Linked DNA regions of Sus scrofa: regions 1 and 2 are each linked to region 3. A link is a contact called in public Hi-C data. All regions are on one chromosome and are shown on one strand. The core of a region is the stretch at or near the end of the contact, and the rest is flanking DNA. Distances in the headings are between cores, read along the strand shown.

Region 1 (4,458 bases), core at 732-3,231, 270 kb after region 3:
TGCTTGGAAATATATTTCTCACTGCATATTAATGACTGATTTTCCGGTAGACAGCAACGTTCAAAAATTTGTTTAAGCATATCAGATTTTCCAGAGACTGATAGCCCTAGATAACCAGAATAACCTCGAATAACGAAGCTCTTTTTAAAGCAGTTCTGTAAGCATGAGTATGGTCTGATAGCATCTTATAAATCAGCTTTTGCACACTATGAGCTCCACACCACATTAGAACACAATCTGGGAACTCCTGTTGAGGCTCAGCAGGTTAAGAACCTGACTAGCATCCATGAGAATGTGGGTTCAATCCCTGGCCTCACTCAGTGGGTTAAGGATCCAGCATTGCCGTGAGCTGTGGCACAGGTTGCAGACAGGGCTGAGATCTGCCGCTGCTGTGGCTGTGGTGAAGGCCAGCAGCTGCAGCTCTGATTTGACCCCTAGCGAGGGACTCCAAATGCCAGGGGGTGCAGTCCTAACAAGACCAAAAAAAGTGTGCTCTACCTGCTCGTAGTGTATATCCAATTTAATTGGTAACATTTCTCATTACAGATTTCCTTCATTAATGGATGCTGGTATCTTTCTATAAATGCCTATCACTTGTTTACCATAATCACCCCCAAAAAAGATGATTTTCAATTTTGTTCACCTCATTTTACCCTTTTTCAGTCCTGATTAAGATGTGGTTCTTCTTGAAAATGTGGTTACAACAGCTTGACGACTCTTAGAGTTTAAAAAGAGGGTCACCCAAAACACAAAGTGGTCTTGGGGAAAAGAAACACCTCACCAAATAATGGCATCCCCTGTACTGGCATCTTTAGCAAAGAACTCAAGAAAATTACACGCCTGCACTTCTCAAGGTTTTAATCAATCAAAACTTCAACTCTTTATCTCAGGGACCTTAAGTGCCAACCACAATAAGACTTCAATATGGTAAAGCAAATGAGAATTATATTCATTCATTCAAAAATCACTGAATACCTAGGATATGCCATTTATCGAGGGCCTTTCTGGCACTGAAAAGTCAAAAAGAATACACGGTCACCGTCTTCAAGGACTTTACAGTCTAGAGGAGCAAGCTACACAACGAAATTAAAAAATCTCAGACATACCATATCAGAGGTATGTGCTATAACGTAACTAATTCTAGGAAGCCAGAGAAATGCCATAGAGGCTAACTTTTAAATTGGTCATAAAAAAAGAAATAAAACAGAATTTATTCAGCAGAGAGAAAGTGTTTAAGGAAAAGATAAAGTGTATTAAAAAAAGAAAAGGGGAGTTTCCATCATGGCGCAGCGGAAACCAACTAGTATCTGGCTAGTATCCATGAGGATGCAGGTTCAGTCCCTGGCCTGGCTGTGTGGGTCCGTGATCTGGAGTTGCCGTGAGCTGTGTGGTGTAGGTCGCAGACCTGGCTTGGATCTCCTGTTGCTGTGGCTCTGGTGTAGGCCAGCAGCTACAGCTCCAATTGGACCCCTAGCCTGGGAACCTCCATATGCCACAAATGTGGCCCTAAAAAGCAAAAAAAAAAAGGAAAGCAAAAAAAAAAACAAAACAGAAAAGGGCAGCAAAGGACAAGAAGTCATGTTACACAAGGAATTTCTACATCACTTGGACAAAGGAACAAACAGGGTTCAGTGCTGCCGAGAGTGAGGAGCAGAGGAAGCAGGATGGCCTTTTGCCATGTGACGGCATTCAGGCTTCAGCCTATGGGTTCGGAGGAATTTCCTGAAGTATCCGTCCGAAGGAGTCAGTCCTCAGCTGGGTGTCACCGCTTTTCCTGAGGTCCTCAAGCCTCTGCGGCTTCCTCTTGCCAGGACGGTTGGGATGGGAGTGGTCACTGCGCAGGAAGAGGAGTGGACACAACCTCCACCCCTAAATTTACATTGGCTATACACCAGCCTCAGGGTCCTCTTGGTACCCAGCAGATACTGAATGAATTCAGATAATCTTACAAGCGTGGGATGTTGGAATGAAAAGGAAACCAGCAGAGCAGTTTCACTTCCCGTCAACTACCGGAATCCCTTCCACATACCCAGATAAAGGGCTACAAGATGGACAGCAGCTAAAAAGTCCTCCCTGTGTCCTCTTTCTCTTTGATCCAGGCATCACTGAAATCCTTTCTAAAATCTTCTCTGCCATGGGCCCCTCCTAGAATGTAGTCTGCTTGGCCAGAGCTGGGCACAGAGAACCCTGTGCCCTCTGGCCAGGGCAGAGCACCAGGCACACGAAGTTCTGAGAGAGGACAAGGTGACCCTTGGCTGCACCGACCTTTAGAGAAGCACAGGATCTGGATCACATTAAATCTATGGTCAGAAAAAACCCCACCTTGTCCTTATCCATTTGAACTGTTCTCATAAGCACCATTTTTCCTTCCCTCAAATGACATATCACAGTTTAAGTTAACATTTATTTGTGGGATTATCTGAGTAACGTCTGCATCTTCCCAGGCCATAAACTAAGGAAGCTAAATGCAGGTACAAAACTAGTTTTCGGTGTTTTGCTTCTTATTTCCTGTCCATTACCACTGTATTGTGAGGTCTTAACATAGACCCTTTTCCAAAGAAAGGGTTCAATAAATGTTAGATGAAGAATTAGATAGAGACAAAACATTAGGCAAATTAGGTAAGTATAATAGGAACGTTAAACTCAACATTCTGCGGAAGCCCAGTGGGGATTCTTTCAATTTCCTCTGTGAGTGAAGGAAAAAAGGCATCCAAGCCAATTTCTTAGTAGTGCTCGAACTAAATATTAAAAACAAGGAAAATATTTGGGCAACAAAACCACCAATGAAAATCATGCTTCTGAAGTTATTTATATGGGAAATTGCTTATAATAAATAATAAACAGGATACAAAACAATACATGCCCCTACTCGCAGACACACACACACAAACCTGAAAGGAAATAGTTTAAATGTTAACAGTAGCTATTGCTGGGTTGTGGGATTACTAGTGATCTTTATTTTCTTCTTTACACTTTTTTTTCTTTTTTTCTTTTTTTGTCTTTTTAGGGCCACAGCTGTGGCATACAGAAGTTCCAGGCTAGGATCAAATAGGAGCTGCAGATGCCGGCCTATATCACAGCCACAGCAACACCAGATCTGAGTCACATCTGCAACCTACACTGTGGCTTGCAGCAATGCTGGATCCTCAACCTGCTAAGCGAGGCCAGGGATCGAACCCGCATCCTCATGGTTACTAGTCAGGTTCTTAACCCACTGAGCCACACTGGGAACTTCTCTTTATACTTTTTTTAACACTCCCAAACTCTTTTAATTTTTGTTTATATATATTTTTTGGCCACACTTGTGGCATGCAGAAATTTCCAGGCCGGGAAAAATGCACACCACAGCAGTGACGATGCTAGATTCGTCACCACTAGCCTACTAGGAAACTCCATATACTTTATTATCGCTTCCAAATTTCCTATAATAAAGATCTTCACAATCTGGGAGGAAATGTTTAGATTTTATAACTCATTTGGACAAAAACACTGTAACATATTAAGTCTTCAGGCTTAATGAAAAAAAGGTTGCCAGACTGTTTTGGCAATGTCATACTTGATGTGAACAAGGTAAAGCAGAAGGAAGGCTAGATAAGGAACTTCAGTCCCCAAGAAGTATTACCAATAATCCACCTCGACCACCCCCAATTACACTTATTGTCTAATGTATTTTATTGAGTCTTGACAACTGGTGTGGAAGGACTTAAATTTGCAAGTAATATTACAAATCAGAAGCTAGCATTCGTGACCTTTGGGCCACAGAACATTGGTGCTGTTCCTTCCACACTTTCGACTGGGCCTTCCAACAGTGTGTCGACACCACCACACTGTCTATCAACTGAGGGGTAGAAGGGCTTCTGATAACATATCTCAGTTAAACATTAAGAACATAAACAAAGGTCCTTATTTGAATTAATAGATACCTTCATCAACGGTTAAGTTAAAAGGAATGCCACAAAATACTACTCTTTACTAAGTAAAAGAAGGAAACTACAGGAAGCCTTCTGAAACATGAGGCATCGCGCTTGTCCCCTGCAATCCACTTAAAATCTGAAATGGGAGTTTCAAGTACCCTTCTGCACCTCAGGCTACACAGAACTTAAAGCAGCGATGGGGAAAACTACCACTGGAAACAGACGTCAGATGTCCTACAAATAGCACCATCTTCAAAGCAGTCCAACTAAAAGCAAAAGGTCCTCTGAGCCGTGGTCGTCAGTCACGCCCCTTCCTTACTCCAACACAGGCGAAAGGGAAACATACAAACCAGGAAGAGGCACAGTCTCCAGATAGTTTAAACCTATACAGAGCCCACCGAGCCATCTCAGAAAGACCCCCTATACAACCCAACCCTTTCCGTCCCCTGACAGCCTATAGCTGGCCCTCTTCTTTCCAGCTGCCACCGCCTACCCACCTGCTCAGAGTCTGTTTGCTGCTTGCAGAGGGGCTGGCCCTACTTCA
Region 2 (4,822 bases), core at 1,521-4,020, 460 kb after region 3:
ACTGGGTCCTCCCACTGCTTTGCAACTTACTCTGGGTCAGGCCCATCCACCTCTTTGGACTGTTTCACTTTTAGAAGATAGCTTCCCTGACCCCACCTGGATCAAAATGAGCCACGTAGCCCAGATTTTTATGTGACCTGTATTTTACTCTCTGGCATGAGATTTTCTTCCAATACTTTGGTTAATTGTTTGTATAGCTCTTGACTTGGCAGATTATTAGCTCCCTAAAGGCAGGGATGGGTGGGAAACCCAGTCAGGAATTATTCTTTTTTCAAGCATTCACTTAACAGCTCTGACTGAGCCCCCCAGGCACTGTGCTAAACTCCAAGATGACAGCAGTGAGCTACTCCGAAGCACGCCTGCCCTCTGTGTGTCTTTCCTGCTGGGGAAGATGGGTTTTAATGACAAAACATAATATAAGCAAGAAAGACAGAGGCAGGGCTCCTGCATTGCACAACTCTAGGGTGCAGACTCCCATGGAACACCATGGGAGTGGTGCCCCAGACTGTACAGGGCTGTGGCCCTGGTGTCACTACATCCCAAGGTCTGGCTTGGTCCCAAATGCGTGGCAAGCTTGCTGTAAAGATTTGTTAAAGAGAGGTAAAATGGATAGATAAAGATCTTCCTCAGGGTGGGAATAACTTTTTTTCCCTCTTTTTGGGGGGCCACACCTGCAATATATGGAAGTTCCCAGGCTAGGGGTTGAATTGGAGCTGCAGCTGCTGGCCTACACCACAGCCACAGCAATGTGGGATCCGAGCTGCGTCTGTGACCTACACTGTAGCTCATAGCAACTCACAACATGGGATCCTTCACTCACTGATTGAGGCCGGGGATCAAAACCACATGCTCATGGATACTAGTCAGGTTTGTAACCCACTGAGCCATGACAAGAATTCCGACAGCTTTTAATGTCTGGTTGTACCCATTTTTCTCTCCTTTCTGCACATACTTTCTGGCCCCATGATTAAATCGGCCCAGGGCAATGCCAGCAGAGCCCAATTTCACTTCCAGGGGCAGAGTTGGTGGTAGGGGTGGGGGGAGCCTGACTTCCTCCAGCTTTTTCTTTTTCTGCTGCGGTGACCAAGGCAGCAGTAGGATGATGGATTCTATCACCCTGAGCCCCTGAGTGATTCTGTGGAGCTGAGCAGAGCAGTGGCTCATTGGATAAGGAGCATTTGTAAGATAAGCCTTTGTCATGTGAGGCCACTGAGACTTCGAGGTTGCTTGATACCTTGGCAGAGACTGATGCTCTCTCCTTTCTGGGAGTTGGGTCAGGGGGCTCTTTGATGGACTCAGCACACAGGGGATAAGTAAATGTTATTAAAAAACTGTTAGGAGTTCCCACTGTGGCTCGGTGGTAATGAGGCTAACTAGTATCCATGAGGATGCAGGTTCAATCCCTGGCCTCGTTCAGTGGGTTAGGATCCAGCGTTGCTGTGAGCTGTGGTGTAGATTGCAGATGTGGCTGGGATCTGGTGGTGTCGTGGCTGTGGTGTAGGCTGGCAGCTGCAGCTCTGATTCGACCCTCAGCCTAGGAACTCCCATATGCTGCAGGTGTGGCCCTCAAAAGCAAAAATCAATCAATCTTTCAAAAAGAACTGATTGAGCAAAGAGGAATGTGTATGGATTAATAAGAATTATCAGCGCCTTTTCCCTCTGCTGGAATCCCTCTGCTTTTAGGAAACGTATTCTGTGGGCCCTAGGCCCTGGCCACAATGGCTGGTGGCTTTGTGGCTGGCTCATTTCCAGCAGGTGGCTTTCTTTTTCCCCCCAAGGCCCTCTCTGGGGTAGGTGAGGTAGTGTTGCCCTTTCCACATAGGAAAAAACACACACCAGCTTCTTTCCCTGTGATGCAAACAATGGGGAGGAAGGACATAATTGAGGAAAACCCCAGGCCCCAGAGCTGGAGCAGTTGGGGCCTTTACCTACCCAAGCCCCCTGTGTGGCTGACACACAACAGAGAAACACTGGTAGCTGTGCCGTGGGCACAGACAGGGGTATGGACCGAAACACTCTTTCCCCACTGCTACAGATCCACTTCCTTAGGCCAGGGTTTCTCAAACCCCAGCGAGTATCCGCGTCGCGATGAGCGCTTGAGCAAACACAAACGGTCAGCCCCATTCCCAGAGTCTGTGACGCAGTGTCTGGGGTGGGGCCTGAGAACCTGCACTTCTAACAAACTCCCTGGTGATTCGGATGCTGCTGGTCCGGGGACTGTATTTTGAGAAACTGGGGCCTTAGACTGATGTTTGACCTCTCGAAATCAAGGATAAATGAAATGCCCTTAAGATTAGCCCTACAACCTGCCTTCCACTTTACTGTTACAGAACAAACTCAATTTTTTTTCAGATTACCCAGATCAGAAGGGGGGAAGGGTGAAGGGGAGGAGAAGGCCTGGGAAAGAACCCACTTTAAGAACTGCTGTCCAGAGGGAAAAGCTGATGGGTGTCGCAAAGGCAGGTCCTGGAATGAGAGCCAGAAGGAACCCAGGTGCTAAGGTGGCCGAGGAAAGACAGGTTTGAGCACTGATCATGGAATAGTGAAAAGACCTTTGGACTTGGAGCCCAAAAACCTGCATTCACTCCCATAAGGCCTTGCAGCTGCTGGCCACAGCCAAGATAAGGCGTTTTGAAGTCAGTCAAAGCAGATCCAACAGTCCTCGTGGGCAGAGCCTGCCAGGTTTCTGGGTGGGTAAGGCCAGTCCAGGGCCCTATGCCCAGTGTACTTTGTACTGGGCCTGTGACCCAGGGCAGTGAGCCACCACCAGACACTGCGGAGTGCTCCAGCATCCTCCTGCTGATTTACCCATGCTCCCGGCAGGGTTGTGCTGTGCCAAGGGTTAGCGTGGGTGGTGGTGACTCACCCAGCCTCGTGGGGAAGCAGATGTGCCAGTGCAACCAGCGCTGCCACGGAAACGGGCTAAATCAATTCCAGATCCCTGTAGGGGCAGAGAACAAGCTGCATACTGCCAGGGGCCGCTTTGGTGGTGTTCTGGGTTCAGACGCCAAACCGGGAGCACAGCCCAAGCAGTGCTGGCCATGGAGCTGGCCAGGGAGCCAAGGCGGCTTCAGCAGCAACAGAAGCTGATGCAACGACTAGAGCATGTGACAGAGGGGTAGGAGTTGCGGGGATGGGGGCATGGGACCCTTGGGCATTAGATGGACCAGTTCATGCAGACCCTCCTCCTAAAAATGTTGGGGATACCTGTGCTTATTGGGGGGGCAGGGAGAAGAGATGAAAAGCTGACTCTTGACTCTCTTCCTGCTCTCCGATTTGGAAAGACCTAATCCCTATGAAGTTGCTCCCTCGCCAGACGATGTGACCAGAAATATACCCCCCAAGAAAAGGAGGAAACTGAGGCCAAGGACCAGAACAAAGCCCCATAGCTTTCAGAGGCACAGTCAGGCTGGGCTCCTGAAATCCTGAGCACTAGTCTGTATGATTTCCCACCAGACATGGGATCCCAAGGAAAGAGGCTGATGGGTCTGGGGGAATTTGCCTTGCCTTAAACAGCTGCTCTCTGGACCAGTGGGCGGTACCATTAATAACATACCCTGCTCTTCCTGAGATCAAGTGAGTCTTTGGCCAGCTTCCCCCACCTTCATCAAGTCCAAAGGCAGGAGGAATGTCCACTGGCTCCACCAACCACACAGTGGAAATCCCAAGAGTTTCCAGGTTCTCTCAAACTCCTTCTACATCCACCGAAATGAAGAAGCTCACATTTCAAAGGGATATTACAGCCCAGGGTTGAGGCCCTCTAGACCTGCAAGACTTCCATCAGGCTAGACCTGGCTAGAGTAGTTCCCAGAACAGAAGGCTCTCTGCTGGATTAGGGAATCTCTAGAAGGGACTTCGGTTAAAGGAAATTTCTTCCTGATTTTGACCTAAAATCTTCCCCCTTGTGACTTACACCCACGTGGTTCTGTTCTCTGGTCTTTGAAGGAAAAATCTCATCAATCATCAAATTGGTCTCACAGTAGCCAGAGGAGGGGAGGAGGGGATTATTGACCTCTTTTTACTTTATTGATTTTATTATTTTTTTGTCTTTTGTCTTTTTAGGGCCTCACCCATGGCGTATGGAGATTCCAAGGCTAGAAGCTGGAATAGAGCTAGCTAATAGATTCCAAATCAGAGCTATAGCTGCTGGCCTACACCACAGCCGCAGCAACATGGGATCCAAGCCACATCTGCAACCTACACCCCAGCTCACAGCAATGCCAGGTCCTCAACCCACTGAGCGAGGCCAGGGATCAAACCTGGGTCCTCATGGATGCTAGTCGGATTCGTTAACCACTAAGCCATGACGGGAACTCCTCTTCTTCTGGCTTATGGCTTCTTTTTAGAGAAAGTGGGTGCCTGGGAGGCCAAGGGGCTTTGGAAAAACAACAGGTGGAACTAGAAGTAGAGCCCAAACACCTTAATTTCCCCAGCCAGGTCTCCTGCCGTTACTCTGCCTTTCTTAATCCTTGCCCATTACTGTTGAGTGCCTACTGTGTGCACCTGGAGCACCAGGTGAGTGTGGAAGCCATGGAACACCTGGACCCTGTCTCCGGAGAGCCATGGATTCCAGCTCACGACGCACACGGTGTTCAAAGCACCAGCTCAGCACATACACTGACACACACACACACATACAAGAATCAAAGCACTTGTTCAGCCAGCAGACCAGGTAGCCTCATCGTCACCCCACAAGTTCAGCCTAGAATATCAGGCATCTTCTTTACTTTCAGCTGCTCCCCCCAACAGGTAGGAAAGGGAAAATGTAGAAAAGATGTTTTAACCACAGAAGAAAAGGCCTGAAGAGGAGTTTGAAAAGGCT
Region 3 (4,728 bases), core at 796-3,295:
GTTGCTGTGGCTGTTGTGTGGGCCAGCAGCGGCAGCTCTGATTCGACCCTTAGCCTGGGAACTTCTATATGTCGCAGGCCCAACACTAACAAACAAACAAACAAACAAACAAAAAAAAAAAAAAAAAAAAAAGAGAAGAGGCAATGGGGCATCTGAGAATCTGGGATGATCTGAATCTGTCCAAAGGACTCCTCCTGACCTGTTGCTCAAATGAAACCATGAACCAAATGCGCTGCTAACTGGTTATTTTACATTCCTGAGCATGGGAAAAACTTTATAGGAGAAGATTCTAGATGACCAGTCTCCAAAAAGGGCGGTAGTCACAACAGGTGTGACACTGTAGAAGAGGAGCTAAATCTGCTTGTCAAACCTGCAAAGGGACAACCCCACGGGGCAGGCAGCTGATCGTTAGGAGTCAAAGCCCAGTTGCCAAAGCTATGAGGGCCTGGGAAACCGTTCTGCAATTTCTGTATCATCCATGAGGTCAGCATCTTTTATGGAAAACATCTGCCAGCCATGTTCTGGGCTGCTAAGAGCTACTGGAGGAAACACTCAGAGTCACCTGCTATTCAGGTACGGCACAGAAGGACAGATTTTAGATAGACTGGGATGGTATTTTCAGGGGGTGAGAGAGCAGCAGTCAGTCACCTGTCAAATGGCTGTGCCAAAATCTGTGCAAAGGCTGAATGCTGGCTTGATACCAAGGGGAGAGAGGGCACTGGTTGGGTTTCCTGTGATTATTTGTACAGATAGCAAATGAGCCTCTGGGTGACAGATACTGTGGAGGATAATGATTAAGAAGGACTCCTCCCACTGTATTCAGCATGAGCCAATTCTGTCCAGTATTGGCTCTACAATTTAGGAGACACTAACTAATTCTAAAGGACCCAGGGTGGGGGGAGGGGGGAGAGGTGAGGTAGGAATGATAAAGCTGGCAAAGGGGCTATCCAAGTGACTGCATTAAACACAACTATTCACTTATAAGAGGGAGATATTTAATACATACAAGGGCACACTAATACATACAGCATCAGGACATGAATGGCTAGGCCTCCCAGCAGAAGGGACCTCAGGGGTCATTGTGGACCTCAAGCTGAATCAGTCTGATCTAGTTAACTGTCAGCTACCAAGATAACAATGAATGTTATCATCCTATGAGGCACAGCTAAAAGAGTGTCATGTCTAGATGTGGCATTTTAAAAGGATTAAAAAAACAAAGCAGGAAACTAGAGAAGCCAAGTTTCTTGGGAGATACAAGTTTGTTGAAGGAAAAGTAACTAAATAACCACACGAAGTGACAGAGAACTTAAAAGAGGAAATCACAGAAACCTTTTAGTCCTAAAAGGACCTTTACAGTTTGTAATACATTTCATAACTTTTTTTTTTTTTCTCAATGAATACACACAAAACAACTATTTAGTCATTAGTCAGGTATCCTTCGATCACAGATAAGGGACAAGCTTGGTGAAATGACGGGACAGGCCAAAGGCCACATGGCTGGTCAACAGTAGAACTGACACTTGACCTTGGATCTTAGGATCCAAATCTATTTTCCCTACATTTCACTCTTGTCATGCCTGGAAGTTTAGGGCTGTTACTATATAATTATGTTCAAATTGCCTCTTGTTGGTATCTATAGATTTCGGAACCTTAGAATTCAAAAACTTCAGTCTTTAGAAAAGATTTAGCTCAGAAAAAACACTTACTCTCTCTTACTTATAGATGAAAGCTGCAGTTAGAGGAATTTCAGATAAGCAGATATGGGACAAAATTTTGAAGAGGGTGGGGACTTAGGTATTGAGATTACTCAGCAAGACTATGGAATCTATCTTCTTGAGGATATTCTTTCTTTTCTTTTAGCAACTGTGAACGTTTTCATCTTAATAGCGTAATAGCATGGTTTAAATATGACAAGGAATTCTGTCCTTGCAGAATTCCTGTTGGTCTCCTGATATAATGGCATTTGGAGAACTTGGGCTTTCCTGTCGCCTGGATGAATGCATTGGTTGCTTCACAGAACCAAGTAATGATAAACTTTTTGTTGGTGAGCTCTGCATTGAGCAATCTGACAGCTGTGGCCCAACAGAGCTCTTATTTTCTCAGTGTTGAAACTTCAACCATAGTTGTTCTGTTTTCCAGTCTTTGAGGTGAGCTGAACATCACCAAAGTTCTGGGTAAAATAATCACCCCTTTTCTTAAGGCGGAAGAAATGGAAATGGGGCCAAGATAGCTCCAGCCAGATGAGCTGGAGGTTTGCAGTATAAAAGCAAAATAAAACAGAACCCTGAATGTTCACGGTGTGCAGGACCACAAAGCAAAATTACCCATGAAAATGATTCATAAAGACGTGACAAGCGGAGCCAAGCACAGGTTGGTGAGAAGTCCAGGGAGTGTTAGAAGCTTCACTTTAAAGTCTGAATTAGTTCATAAAACTGAGAAAATTAACAGTTTCACCCTAAGAAGAAAATGTGGAAGAGAGGCAATTAATTGTTAATAATTTAAAAAGATGCCAGGCAGAAGAGATTTAAGAGAGAAACAGAGAAAGACAATGGAACAGTTTCTAAACAAAGAAGGAAGGTATATTTTTCACCCAGGGTGCCAAAAAGGGCAGAGAACAAAATTTAAACTCACAAGTTTTAACCCACACACAGAGGCACTCAAGCGTAGACAGTCCAGTATGCTAAAGGAGCCCGAGGCATCCTTTATGATCCATGTAAGCAGAACACAAGAAGTCCTTCTTTACTCCTGGCTCTCAAGAAACATACAGCTTTCTTGGCATGAAAAGTTAACTTACTAGGTCAACTAGAAAAAGCACATTCATGAAATGGAACGCTGGGCAGGCATCTTTCCTGGCCTTTAATCACCCTCTGTAGTGAATGTTAGACACTGAGCAACTTAAATCCAGATACTGATTGATGTTTGTATATAAGCTCTGAGAAAGTCTTTCCCTGTTATATTCTGCAGATTTATAAAACCCCACATGGAAGAGACTTTATTGAGGACTCATGTCATACAAGGATTTTATGTACACTCTTATACATACACTTAGATATAAAAGCACTTTGCTCTGTGCAGCAAATATGGACACATCTACACAATAATTTTGAAATTAGTTTCAAAGTTTTCTTTCTTTCTTTCTTTCTTTTTTTTTTTTTAGGGCCACACCCATGGTATATGGAAGTTTCCAGGCTAGGGGCCCATGCCACAGCCACAGCAACACCAGATCTGGACTGCGTCTGCAACCGACACTGCAGCTCACAGCAATACTGGATCCTTAACCCACTGAGTGAGGCCAGGGATCAAACCCACATCCTCATGGATACTATTTGGGATTGTTACCACTGAGCCATGATGGGAAATCCTTAAGTGTAGTTTTCTTTTTTTTTTTTTTTTTTTTTTGTCTTTTGTCTTTTGTTGTTGTTGTTGCTATTTCTTGGGCCGCTCCCGCGGCATATGGAGGTTCCCAGGCTAGGGGTTGAATCGGAGCTGTAGCCACCGGCCTACGCCAGAGCCACAGCAATGCGGGATCCGAGCCGCGTCTGCAACCTACACCACAGCTCACGGCAACGCCGGATCGTTAACCCACTGAGCAAGGGCAGGGACCGAACCCGCAACCTCATGGTTCCTAGTCGGATTCGTTAACCACTGCGCCACGACGGGAACTCCAAGTGTAGTTTTCTAGAGGAGTCAGGAGTTGAGGATTTATGCAATTTTCAAACTGGTTTATTAGGAGGAGGTAAGCCATTAGACAGAAAGCGGGAACATGAAGGAAGAAGTTATTCCTATTTGTTCTCCACAATGTACTGAGCACCTGTAATGTGGGCTATGGCGCTCCAGTCTGTTATGCCCATGGTGGCACATACTACGCACAGGTGCTCAGGATGAACACACTGGGTGAGAAAAAATCCTCTTGCACTGGAGGGCAGGAAAAGTGTGTATGTGCTCACATCAGTGGGTACTAATTGGCACCAGGCTCTAAAGGGGCCTCCAGGAAGCAAGAAGCAGCAGCAGAAGGGTGGTAACAGGAGTGGGTACAGAAGTCTGGGAGCTCGAACAGGTCAGGTGAGGATGCTGCAGAAGTGATGTGTGTGTGTAAGCAGGGCTCGTAGCTTTATAATGCATGGTCTGAATCTGGTTCTATCAGCAATGCCACTGGGCAGCACTTCCGTATACTGAGAAAGGCTTTGGTCACCACGCAAACTGGCACCGCCTACTTCCCAGGCCAGAACTCGAAGGAAAAAAAAAAAAAAAATGAACCCAACTGGTAAGAGTATGTTAAAATTGGATGTGTGTACATATATAACAGAATCACTTTTTTTGTACAGCAAAATGATCGCAACCTTGTAAATCACCTATACTTCAATAAAACTTAAAAAAAAAATGAAGAAACATTGGAAGTATCTTCACCTCTCCATGCTCACCACAAATCAATTTTTTGAGTGGTTTAAGACCTGAAAGTGAAACAGCTATCGCCAAATAAATAAGTAAATGAAATATAGATAAAATCTCTCCCTGAACTTCCAAGCTTCACAGGAAAATATGTATATATTCTGGGGCGTAACACTTGAGAGCAATGAATAGACTTTTTAATTGTAGAAAGCTTTTAGTGTGTGTGGCTCCTCTTAATGACATCCGAACATAAAAACCCTATGTAATTACTAACCTACATGAAGGCAGTTCTCCTGGGGGGGTGGGGGGTGGGGGGAGGAAGACCTGCACAATCATCGG

The links. A called contact is a pair of places that touch in the nucleus more often than the background predicts.
Region 1: a contact with region 3 is called in a Hi-C map of liver, with 4 times the contacts expected there. The contact joins two enhancer-like sites. A contact is called at or near these places in 1 of 47 Hi-C or Micro-C datasets (liver) and 1 of 2 datasets of contacts at active chromatin or transcription factors (alveolar macrophages).
Region 2: a contact with region 3 is called in a Hi-C map of liver, with 10 times the contacts expected there. The contact joins two enhancer-like sites. A contact is called at or near these places in 3 of 47 Hi-C or Micro-C datasets (all in liver) and 1 of 2 datasets of contacts at active chromatin or transcription factors (alveolar macrophages).

Annotation. Positions count from the first base shown.
Region 1 is chr7:94,855,769-94,860,226 of Sscrofa11.1, reverse strand. The region is part of intron 3 of SIPA1L1 (signal-induced proliferation-associated 1-like protein 1); the gene reads right to left. Among named protein-coding and RNA genes, the nearest start is that of SIPA1L1, 68 kb to the right of the region's middle. Within about 2 kb of position 1,981, at least 22 of the 83 cell types and tissues checked have an H3K27ac peak or open chromatin away from gene starts, as enhancers often do. A contact at or near this core is called in liver, where this site is marked.
Region 2 is chr7:94,673,484-94,678,305 of Sscrofa11.1, reverse strand. No RefSeq gene overlaps it. Among named protein-coding and RNA genes, the nearest start is that of SIPA1L1, 110 kb to the left of the region's middle. Within about 2 kb of position 2,770, at least 25 of the 83 cell types and tissues checked have an H3K27ac peak or open chromatin away from gene starts, as enhancers often do. A contact at or near this core is called in liver, where this site is marked.
Region 3 is chr7:95,128,803-95,133,530 of Sscrofa11.1, reverse strand. The region is part of intron 20 of SIPA1L1 (signal-induced proliferation-associated 1-like protein 1); the gene reads right to left. Among named protein-coding and RNA genes, the nearest start is that of RGS6, 230 kb to the left of the region's middle. Within about 2 kb of position 2,045, at least 4 of the 83 cell types and tissues checked have an H3K27ac peak or open chromatin away from gene starts, as enhancers often do. A contact at or near this core is called in liver, where this site is marked.